Regions from separate parts of the Sus scrofa genome. Here region 2 is linked to region 1. A link is a contact called in public Hi-C data. All regions are on one chromosome and are shown on one strand. The core of a region is the stretch at or near the end of the contact, and the rest is flanking DNA. Distances in the headings are between cores, read along the strand shown. Region 1 holds the start of C1H18orf25. Region 2 overlaps C1H18orf25.

Region 1 (5,785 bases), core at 1,156-3,655:
ATATGGAGGTTTCCAGGCTAGGGTCTAATCAGAGCTGTAGCTGCCGGCCTACGCCACAGCCACACCAGATCCGAGCCTCATCTTCGACCAACACCACAGCTCAGGGCAATGCCAGATCCTTAACCCACTGAGCCAGGTCAGGGATCAAACCCGAAACCTCATGGTTACTAGCTGGGTTCATTAACCACTAAGCTACCATGGGAACTCCCAGAGTTCAAATTTAATTCATAATGTCTTTATTTACTCAGCACCTACTGTGCATAAAGCACTCTACTAGGCATTGTATTGGCCAGATTATTTGGCCAAAATATTATACTTCCTACTAAAAAACCTCCGTGTTTGTGACTCTTCAGGACACCAGGTAATAACTATCAGTTGCAGGTCTCTAAAAATGCTTGTTAAACCAAAAGACAATGCTCTTATTGAAGAAATCCAGATTGCCAGGATCAGCAAAACCACATTAGAAAGTTAACAGCCTCCAGCCTTAAAATATCCCAGGAGAAGAAAGGGAGTAATTCAAACTGCTAACATGTGCCCAACACACTGCACAATAATAGGCTGAGCAAAACTGCCAGATGTATTTGTAATTAAGAGGTCCAACCTTGACAAAGCATCATCAGTGGGTTTTCATCCTAGAGGGGAAGGATTCAGAAAGCAGACGCTCAGGCGAGCAACAAAAAGCACATCCAGCACAAACTGCTCAAGCGGTTCACTCTGGGAGAACAAGTACAGGCGTTCATTCCTTCAACCTGCGAGCATCTATTCTGTGACAGCGGAGATGATTTAAAAGGGAGCATGAATGACGTGAGCCTCCGTTGAGGGCTGTTGCCCCAACAATACACCGAGATCAGCGATATAAGAAATCAACTACAAAGCACTACGGGGCTTTGAAAAGAGAGGATCCTTCCTGAGAGAGTCCGAGAAGTCTGTGATCTTTAAGTTGAGGCTGGTCAGCTTACGTCCTCGCCGGGTTTTCTAAATAAAGTTGACAAACTTGCCAGGAGAGGTCAATTTGGGAGACTGACACATCCCTCCCATTGACCGAAGGCGTCTGCCGACCGAAGGTAGAGGAAGCGCCGAGACGCAGGCGGCGCCAAGCCGGAGAAAACCATCCTCCCTCCTCCTAGGCCTCCGCAGTCACGGCGCAGGGGCAGCCACCGGGGCTCTCGGGAGTCGGCGGGTCTCGGCGCCAGACTCCAGCTCGCGGGGCTGGCAGAGTTGGCAGAGCAGCCGCCGCCGCCGTTTCCCCGGCGGCCCGGGGCGCCGGAAAGTTGCACGAAGACAACTCCAGGGCCGCGAAGCCTCTCCGGCCCGCGGCCCACCGGCTGCAGCACTTCCATCCTCCTCTCTGCTGCCAGGGAAAGGGACCCGCCTGGTCCGGGAAAGGGAGGGAGGCGCCGCCGGCCAACCCGCCGGGCCCGGAGGACGCGAAGGTCACTGACCGACGGGAGAGCAAGGGGTCCCGCTGTTCCGCCCCTCTCGTTGGCCCCCTCCCGGGCCGCGCCTCCCGCCACGTCCGAAACGCTAAGACCCCGGCGCCCGGACGCCGCAAAACCTCGCCCGCGGCCCGCACCCCTCCGACTCAAACTGAGCCCTCCCCGGGACGCAGCCGCTCCGGCCCTGCGCCCCTTCCCGCCTCACCTGCGCCCCGCGGCGGCTCCGCACCTCCTCGCCCGCTCCGCGCGCCCCGTCGGGGCACGCACCGACCCCCCGGGTCCCTCCGGGCCTCGGCGACTCGGAATGCGACGGCCACCGCCGCCTTCACCTTCTCGGCACAAGCCCCGGCGGCGAACAGAGGGCAGTGGCCAGAGCCCTGCCGGGGCCAAAGAGAATCTCGCCGCCTCCGCAGCCTCCACCACCAAGTCCCTTCACTCGTCCGCGCCGCCCGGAGAAAATGTCACCAGAGGCCGTTCCGTTCGGCGCCTCACTTCCGCCCGGAACCACAGAGCCCGCGCCGGTCGGCTAGAGCGGCCGTTGCGGCGGGGGGCCTCTAGGGACAGGAGCGGGAGGCCTAGAGAAAGCCAGAGAGCGCCATCTGGAGGGAGCCGACCCGTTCTCCTCCCTTTGCAGAGCGCCGGGCGCGCGGGCACTGGCTTCCCGGGTTTCTTTCCCGCGCTCCCTCCATCTGCTCAGGCAGCTCCCTTCGAGAAATGTCTTTCCCAGAGGGTCGGAAAGCCAGTCAATACAAGTCACGGACGATGCCTTAAGAAAAGGACTGCGCTCCCTTTCCCGTGCGCTGCTCAGGACTCACCTTTCCTGAAGCCTTGCCGAAGGAAGCTCGTGGCGTCTAAATCCTTGAGTCACTCCAGGAGGGAGTCCGCTCCCTTCTCTCCCACCTTTTCGCAGCTCGGCTAGGGGAGATTCGGCTGTGCTCCTCTCTCGTGCAGTGGCATCAACATCCCGTTCAAGTTTCTGGATGAACCTTGCACGCCTTGCAGATAGATCGCCACCTGCTGGTGAGACAAGGTTCGCCAGGGAGATCCCGCTCCGCCCTTACGTGCGATGCCGACGCCCCCAAATTCCACCTCTGCCAAGTCACTCCCGATTGCGCTTTGAGTTTTCGAAGCCCTTCGTCGAGATCTGGGGTCCAGGAAACCGAGCTGGACGTGGGACCCGGCAGAAAGGTGAAGTGGGAGCGAGCCCACCTGGAGGGTACAGGGCTTAAGGAGGAGAAAAAAGTGCTGAGAACAAACCTCACAACCCAAGATCTGGTCAAGGGCTTGCTCTCCCTAAAAGCGGGGTTTTGACAAATAAACGAATACACAAAGACTTCAGGAGAAAATATGAAAGATATTTACCTTTTCAAGAGCCATGCTGGGACTTGGGATGACTTTTCCCAAGAGGAGATTCTGAAAATCACAGTGCTGGCTTCACACTCCCCTTAACATCTGTCTCCCTTTGAGATCAGGCCCCTAAGCTCCCCCAGTTCACTCATTTATGCTGACTTCCTACAAACAATTTTCCATCCCTGACTAAATGAATTAACTGATAAAATAATTGTATAATAATACCTAATTTCTTTGGATACCTACTGTGTGCAAGGCACTGTGCTATGCATCTGATCAGATTCATTCCTTTAATCCTCCCAACTCTTTGGGTTTGGTGGTTTTCCTGGCCCCCAGGGACAAAAGTGGAACAGGCAGAGTGGTAAAGTGACCTGCCCAAGGTTACACATCAGTAAGTGGCAGGCACGGACAGCCCAACTCCTGAACCAGCATTCTTTTTTTTTTTTTTTTTTTTTTTTTTTGTCTTTTTGCCATTTCTTGGGCCGCACCCGCGGCATATGGAGGTTCCCAGGCTAGGGGTCTAATGGGAGCTGTAGCCACCAGTCTACCCCAGAGCCACAGCAACGCGGGGATCCGAGCCACATCTGCAACCTATACCACAGCTCACAGCAACGCCGGATTCTTAACCCACTGAGCAAGGCCAGGGATGAAACCTGCAACCTCATGGTTCCTAGTCAGATTCGTTAACCACTGAGCCACAACGGGAACTCCCTGAGCCAGCATTCTTAACTGCTACCACCAACTGCCTCCTTAAAATTCACTGAGAACATACCATGTGCCAGATAAACATTTTGTCTATGTTATTTCACTCATTCATCATTTATTCATTTATTTCCCTGCTACCTTAGTCCTCAAGAAATTTGAGAGGTTGTGGGGTACTGACAAGAGCTCAGGCTCTTTCAGAAGAAAAAAGAGCAGAGAACTAACTACTAAGCTCATGGCTGTCAGTCCCTTCCCCTTCCCACCGCACCTCTGCTTTTTTAGGGTCACACCTACAGCTAGTTCCCAGGAGGGGTTGAATCAGACCTGCAGCTGTCTGCCTGCACCACAACCACAGCAACGCAGGATCCAAGCCACACCTGCACCCTACACCACAGCTCATGGCAATGCCAGATCCTTAACCCATTGAGTGAGGCCAGGTATCGAACCCAAGTCCTCATGGATACTAGTCGGGTTCGTTAACCACTGAGCCCCGACGGTAAGTCCTGGGCCTCACTTGTAAAACATGAACAGGGAAGCGGGGTTCAAAGTTCTCACCAGACTTCTATGGAGTGTTCTGGTCAAGACAAGCAGAAAGCGGATGTCCTGGCCTGCTAACACATGCAGAGGAAGGAGAGCATTGACCCCATGCTGACCACAGCAGGGGGAAGCCCCAAAGGAGCACAGGGAGGGGAGGAGGCTAGAACTGCCCACTGAGAAACAGAAAGGAAAGCAGTAGGAAAGAAGGGAAGAGTCCACAGCCCTAGGGACCTTCCCTGTATGTGGCAGTGGGGATACATTCCACAGACAGATGATCTGGAAGAAAAGTTTCTGAGCAACATCGGCTTTGAAGAGAACATCTCCAGTCCTCCGAAAACTACAGTTCTTGAGAACAACATCATCGGGGGATCCATGTATAATTAAAAACACATATTTCATCTTTGTCCCCAGCCTCTGGCACAGAGCTGCTACAATGCTTGGAATTTCCTGGGTGATAGGAGTGCCTTTTGTTCTTCGTAAGAAACCTGAGTTTAGGCAAAGGAAGTGATTTTTTTAAATTGAGGTATAGTTGATTTACAAATGAGGTGATTCTTGATGGGCCCCTAGGTAGCTTCAGGATGCAGGCTGGTCCTCTGAACAAACCATCGCTGGAGGAAAGACCAGGGTTGGAACTTTTAGCCCCACTCCCACCTCCGGAAGGAGATTGAGTTCAATCACCAATGACTAATGATTTAATTAACAATGTCTACCTAAGGAAACCTGGATAATAACAATACGTGATGCAGCTGAGAGAGCTGACAGGTTGGTGAACACTCTGAGCTGCTCCAAGACCCCCATCCCCAGAGGCAGAAAAGCTCTGTGCCTGCTCCACCCCCATGTTCAAGGCTCTTCCTGAGGGAACAGTAGGGAAAGTGCCCTTCTGAGTTCTGTGAGTCATTCTAGCCAGTTACCAAACTTAGGAAGAAGTCACAGGAACCCTTGAATTTATAGTCCGTAGAACATAAGTATGAGTAGCCCAGGGACCCTTCTTGTGGCTAGCATCTGAAGTAGGACAGCCCCATGGGACAGAGCCTGTGGGGTCTGTACTAAATCTGGACAGTGAGTGTCAGAACTGAACTGGATGGTTGGACACTCAATTGTTGTTGGAGAATTGGTATCAAAAAAAAAAAAAAAAAAAAAACCAGGATCCTAAAACTTTGACTTTGGGGGGGAGGGGAGCCAAACCCGAGGCAGGCAGAAGTTTCTGGGCCAGGGATTGAACTCATGCCACAGCAGTGACCCAGGCCACTGCGGTGACAAGGCTGGATCCTTAACCTGCTGTGCCATATGGGAACTTTATTGACTTTAAATAAATATGTTATATTTGTTTTACATTAAGCAAGTCTAGTCCCAGGGCAAATCGCTCTTCAGACTCCTCACCTCTCCCCCCACCCTGTGACCACGTCCACCTTTTCCACCAAGGCTGCCATCATCCCAGATTCTGGCAGGTGGAGTGGTTTAATGCTTGCCTCTCCCAGTGGAACTCCTCTTTCCTGGTGAGCTTGCAGGCAGCAAATCCTGGGTGGGGACAGTCCTAGTGAGGCAGAACATTAACTCAGGTAGTCAGTGTAGGAGCATGGGCTTCGATGCATTTTTTGAGATGGCCATTGATTAACATTTGTGGCTTAAGGGCTCTGGGGGGCAACATCCCACAGGCCTTGTTTACTATAGGGAGTGTACCTATACCCAGATGGACATTAATCCCTAATCCCCTGACTCAGTTTACGGGAAGAAAGGGGCAAAGAAACTGAGACTCATGG
Region 2 (5,785 bases), core at 2,296-4,795, 53 kb before region 1:
TACAAGCAAATCATTTATCTCCTTAAGGATCTTTTAATATCATCCAAAAAACTAACACTAAACACACCTATTTTATGAAACTCTTGACTATGAAGGAATACATATGCCAATGGATCATTAAAATAAAACACAAGGATTACTATTTTAATACAAACATCTACTGCGTCAATTGTTACTAAACAAAACATGGGACACACTTAGAATATTTATCCCTTAAAACTGAGTTCCCAAACCTTAGGTTTATGTTGCAACATTTTTAAAATAAAAAATGACCAAACATAAAAGCAAATGAGTTGTTAAGTGCCACTATATAAAGAACAGACATGTCACAATATGAAATTCTGACGATCATGACAATTTCAGTTGGCTACTTAAAAAAATTTTCAATTCCCCCAAAAGGGTAAATCAAGTTCATAAAATTCAAGAGTGTGGCCTGAGAATCCAGTTGGTAATGGATTTTAGTTCAAATAGCAAAAAAAAACTGGTTCACATTTGAGGTTTTTCTTTTCTAAAAAAGAAAAGAAAGCTGTATCATTTATGGAGTTCTCGTCAGAGTTCAAAATGATTATTATGGAATCAAGATACTGTATGATGTCCAAATATTTGGGTGCCAAAGATATGAGGGTCAAGTACAATATTGACTATTTGACCAAATGTTCTGTTTTCAAAAGGGCTTTATTAAGTGCTTTGTGTTTGAAAAAAATTAGTGATTTTAAAATTTATATCACAAATACCATTCACAACCTCTTGTCCTCACACCCCACCCCCCATAACCAACGAATTGAGGCAACAGGTCAACAGTCAAGTCAAAATTGTACCACTCCTACATGTAAAATCATGCAAAAGTATAAGTGTATATGTACATGCAGAGTAACATCACCTACCCATGTAAATAACTTGTCTGAAAGTCTTCATCAGTAGGAAATACAAGCATAAGCTTGTTATCTGGCTTCAATCTTGTATCTTCCATATTTCCAAACAGCACACCTTATAGCTTAGCTTAAATTTAGTATTCATCATAAACAAAGACAGTAATATTTTCACATTTTAATTAAACTTAAAAATTAAAATAAATTATCACTGTCATTTTTCATATCCAGTATATTCAAACAATGACAAGTCAGTACTTTAATAAAGCAAAGAAAAGGTTGCCCTTCCAACTCTGCCTTCCTACAAGAAACCACAATTACGGATCTTGTGTTCCAAGGTCATCTTACACTTTTCATTATCAAACTAAAATTAAATAAGGTATGTTTAAAGTACTTAGCATCAAAAAATAAATACATAAAATACTTAGCATCAGAGCTTTGGACTTTGAACCACTAAGTGAATATTAGCTAACTGATGGGGACAATTTGTGATATTCTTTTAAAACACGATTCTTGCTCCACAACAGAATTAAAGAGACAGGTAAGATCCTTTTGACGTAAGAATCTCTTAAAGGAAAAAAAAAAAAAAAAAATCAAACCATTAAAGAGGAGCTAGAAAAACTCAGTACATTAATAAGAGAAGCAGCTGTACTCCTAATCTGACTCCAACAATTCATTACAGGATAGAATAAACATAGGATACTACCCTCCCTCTTTCTTGATTGCTCCTCTGTGCTGTTAAAGCAATAGCACTTGTTACTACCATTATTCTGACTTGCGAAAACATCAAAACAGTCACTTCAAATAAAATTACACATGGGAACATTTCCAGCTTAAAATGTAGTCACTAAACATTCCATGTCTACAATATAGAGGTTACCCAACTGCATACTCTCCCATTTGGTGTCTGTCAATCTTAAAACATCAATTCATACCAAGGACTTACTCATTTTTCTATGATCATTAAAAGTGTCTCTATATAAAGGTAAACTTAACACAATTATTTAATACCTATTTGGTCTGTGGTTAATCCAAGCGCTGTTTCTCCTCCCGATTGAAATATTGTAAAAATTTTTATTGCTCATTACAAGGCAAGAAAAATAAAAGGTCAAGCAATCCTCTATGTTTATGAACATCAATTCATCTATTTTATGCTAGATAGGTTTGTATTCTCTCACTGACCTCCTAGCCTATAAACAGGTTCTAACTTTGCAAATACCAGCACAGATGAGTCTGTTCAATACACACTGATACAGTGATGTTAACCCTTGTCAAAAAATGTTTAGTTTTTCTTTTAGAAAACTAAAAGCTGTTCTCTTCCACATCTCACAGAAACTATTTGAATCACAAAAACAAAAAAAAACCTTTATTGTGTTACATACTAACATCGTTTACTATGTTTATCACTGACAAATCCCTCTTTTCAAAATTGACAAAGGCACAGAATTTTAAAAATAAGATTATATGTAATTTACCACTCCCACTTTACAGGTGAGAAACTTGAGTCCTAGCAAGGTGAAACCAGAATAAATTACAGGTGTTCTCAGCAGTGAGGGAATGGGGAATAGCAAGGATGAGACTGGGACTGGGAGTAGCAGGGGAGGTATAGAATTATACAGATTTCTGACAGCAAATATACAGGTTATAATTCTGCCTACTTCTTAACTGTATGACTCAGTTTCTTCACAGAGCTGTGGTGATACAGTCCTTCTCTCCTCTCTACTACAGCCAATCTCCCAAAATCCCTCACTAGGGGAAGAAAAAAAAAAATCTGTCTTGCTGTCAAAGGACCCTAGAACAGGTTGTTGCCCCAGTCATTAATGGGCCCAAGTCCAATGCCATTATCTACATCTAGAGAAAGTGGGAGGGGGTGAAACCACACTCAACCTCAATCCAGATAGTGAGATTCAAAAAAATTACACCAAAAAGAAGAGTTCTTAGATATTACCCACCTAAAGAGTCTAAAAGGAAGGAGCATGTGTGTGGTGGGCAGATAAGGAAAAGAGGTGTAGGGAATTCAGTGTGGGCCTGAGGGATTGAGAGAAAGGGGCAAACCTCAAGAGTTGCAGAAGGGAATCTACATCTTGGTTAAAACCTACCCAAGAAAAATTTCCTTCTTCAATGCACACCTAAATATTTACCAAGATGAAAACTGATATTTGCACATGAGAAAAAATACTTGAGAACATATATCCTATATTTTATTACTATCGAAGTATATGTGTATACATATATACAGACAATAATCTGAATAAAGTCATTTTCAAAGTATGTCTTGGTAAAGATAATTACATCTAGCCAAAAGACAAAAATCTATAAAGAAAAGTGCCATCTCTAGAAAAGAATTTTTAAATACCAAAAACTCTGTATCTTTATAGTAATATCATAAAGCTATTTTAGTAAAAAGAAAAATGTCTGAGAAGACAGTGCTAAATGAAAATGAAATGCAGCAATATGCACTGAAACCTTATGTTTAGGAGGTAAATCATTTTAAAAATAAAACTGAATCAATGTCTATTTTGTATTTTTCCCATTATATTCATCTCAATTATTAAAAATTTAGATGTGACAGTTTCCAAAGTAGGAATAAAGCTTTAAGGGTTACGTCTGTTCGTATATCATACCAATAAATGACAGGTCATTCTGTCCACCCAGAAAAGTTACCTATGATACTGATGAAGAGTTAACTCTGAAAGTACCAAAGAAGAGGTAAAAGGAAATATTCAAGATTAAACACAGTAAACAAGGCACTTGAAGAGGACACCATTTTTTCAATTTATCTTTGAATTTCAGGGACAATTCCACAACCTACTTACTGCTTTGAGGATCGAGATCTATAGAGAACAAAACTAAAATATCTGAATCACATACACAAAAGAACATGAAAATTAGATTATGACTTTAGCTACATCCTCATGTCTGTGTACCCTGCTAGAGATACATCCATTTCAGCTTTTAAATTATTCTGTAAAGTAGTCTGAGTTTTGCTAGTTTCTAAATATTTCCCAATTTTTAATAGGTTAACTTGGAAGGACAAATAATAATCCCCACCTTTTATGTTAACACTGGTATTCTGTTATAACCTTTTTCAACATACCAACTACAAAAAAAAAAAAAAACCAGAAAATTATCCAAAAAACATCATATAAAAACTATTATTAGTTACACCACCTACAAACTAATGCCATTCATTTCATTATGGAAAAGCAAGTTTCTTGACTCAGGTACACCTAATGCAAAAAAGAGTAACAAGAAACATTTCTCTCTTTTTTTTTCGGTGGTGATGTAAGATTAATTTTATATAAATCTCAAGAAACATTTATTTTTAAAAATTTTTATTTATCTAGGTTAGTTGATACATTTCAAATGCAGAGTTAAGATTAAAAGAAATGCAATAAAAACTAAAAATCACAATTTGATAGTATTCTTCCCAAATCTTAAAGTTATAATATGAATAAGACTTTGTTAACAAAAAACACCCTTCCTCATGGATGATTATTCTTTCATTTCTTAGAATGCCTTCTATTTTATGTTGTGGTAATTTAAGTTAACATGACAAGATCTACTCAATACTAGTAAACTAACAGTTTGCACTGTGTAAAACTTCAGAGAAATTAAAAATAGCAATGAAGAAAAAAATGAAAATGACAGTACTAGGAAGTTATTCATCTTGTTTACAATTAATGTATTCATACAACCACTCCAGACAACTTTAAAAGACAAGTTTTGTTGTGTACAATGATTGAGGGCATATATGCCATTTTGTTGAGATTTTGAGAATTATTTTTTGAGAACAATTTTATAGAGAATTTAATAATAAAATTTCAGCTTAACAAATTTGCTGCAATTGTTTTGATACTGTATTTTCTGACACGTGGAACTCCACAAAATCTTTCTCACTGTGTCCTCACTGTAACATATAAATAATACAAAGAGAAGATGCAACACAAGCTATTACTTTAATTACTTTAAAAAGTCACTTTCTGCAAAATACTTGCCTTTGTTATTCTAAACAAATAATGACAGTATGAAATCTATTCACCATCTTTCCTGTAACTTTCACATAATTGTACCATTAGGCAAATTTAGCTGTATATTAAAAATAAAAATTCTCAGTAATATCAATCTGGATGCTTTGTTTTCTTAACAAAAGGAATCACAACAGCATTTCTCTAATTAACAGCAGATTTAATCAATTTAAAATAATTTCATTTCTAATATTCTGGCTTGCATACAAATTTTAAGCAATAAATCTAATTAAATTGAGCTACACCTTGCCCCAGAGACCAGGGTCTCTTTCTGTTTTTAAATATACATAACCATAAGGAATGACAAAAGCAATGAAGCAAAATAAACTAGTTTCTATATATTCTTTGACTCAGTCTGCCAGTGAAACAAATAAGACACTCAAAACCTTTACTTGATAATCTAAGAAATAAATTAACTTCCCCCCCTCTAATTTAATCGCCCTAGCTGGTATATGGGCAACTGTTTTTTTTCTTACACATTTAGGAAGCAATGAATGGATATATTAATGACCTGAATCCATTAAAAGCCCTGTAGACTACTGCATAGTTATCTCCAGCAATTTGTCAACTATAGCATTACTTAAAAACAAAGAATCGGTCATTTCAGAACTCTGTAGGTGGGCACACATACATGAGCACACGTATACACATATTCCCTTGAGACTAGGCTTATTCATTTGACTTGATAACAAAAACAAACAAACAAAAAACCCAGGCTTTTCTCTTGGAGCCCCCAAATGACAGATCCTTTATTCTAAATAGAACAAAATTTTTAAAACACTTCATTTCAACATGAAAACATTAAGTCTTAAAATTTTAATTTTTCTGTATTACATTCTAAATTAAAATTTTACTTGAGCTCTTACTACACTCAGTTTTAATAATACA

Evidence for each region. Hi-C and Micro-C count contacts between places; a contact is called where the count stands out from the background.
Region 2: a contact with region 1 is called in a Hi-C map of fetal liver, with 1.9 times the contacts expected there. The contact joins the enhancer-like site here to the promoter of C1H18orf25 in region 1. A contact is called at or near these places in 4 of 47 Hi-C or Micro-C datasets (fetal liver, heart right ventricle, liver and 1 more).

Annotation. Positions count from the first base shown.
Region 1 is chr1:95,805,344-95,811,128 of Sscrofa11.1, reverse strand. C1H18orf25 reads right to left here and starts at 2,405. Exons shown (of 5, transcript XM_003121416.6): 1 at 2,252-2,405.
Region 2 is chr1:95,859,336-95,865,120 of Sscrofa11.1, reverse strand. All of the region lies in intron 2 of C1H18orf25, which reads right to left. Among named protein-coding and RNA genes, the nearest start is that of C1H18orf25, 54 kb to the right of the region's middle. Within about 2 kb of position 3,545, at least 1 of the 83 cell types and tissues checked has an H3K27ac peak or open chromatin away from gene starts, as enhancers often do. A contact at or near this core is called in fetal liver, where this site is marked.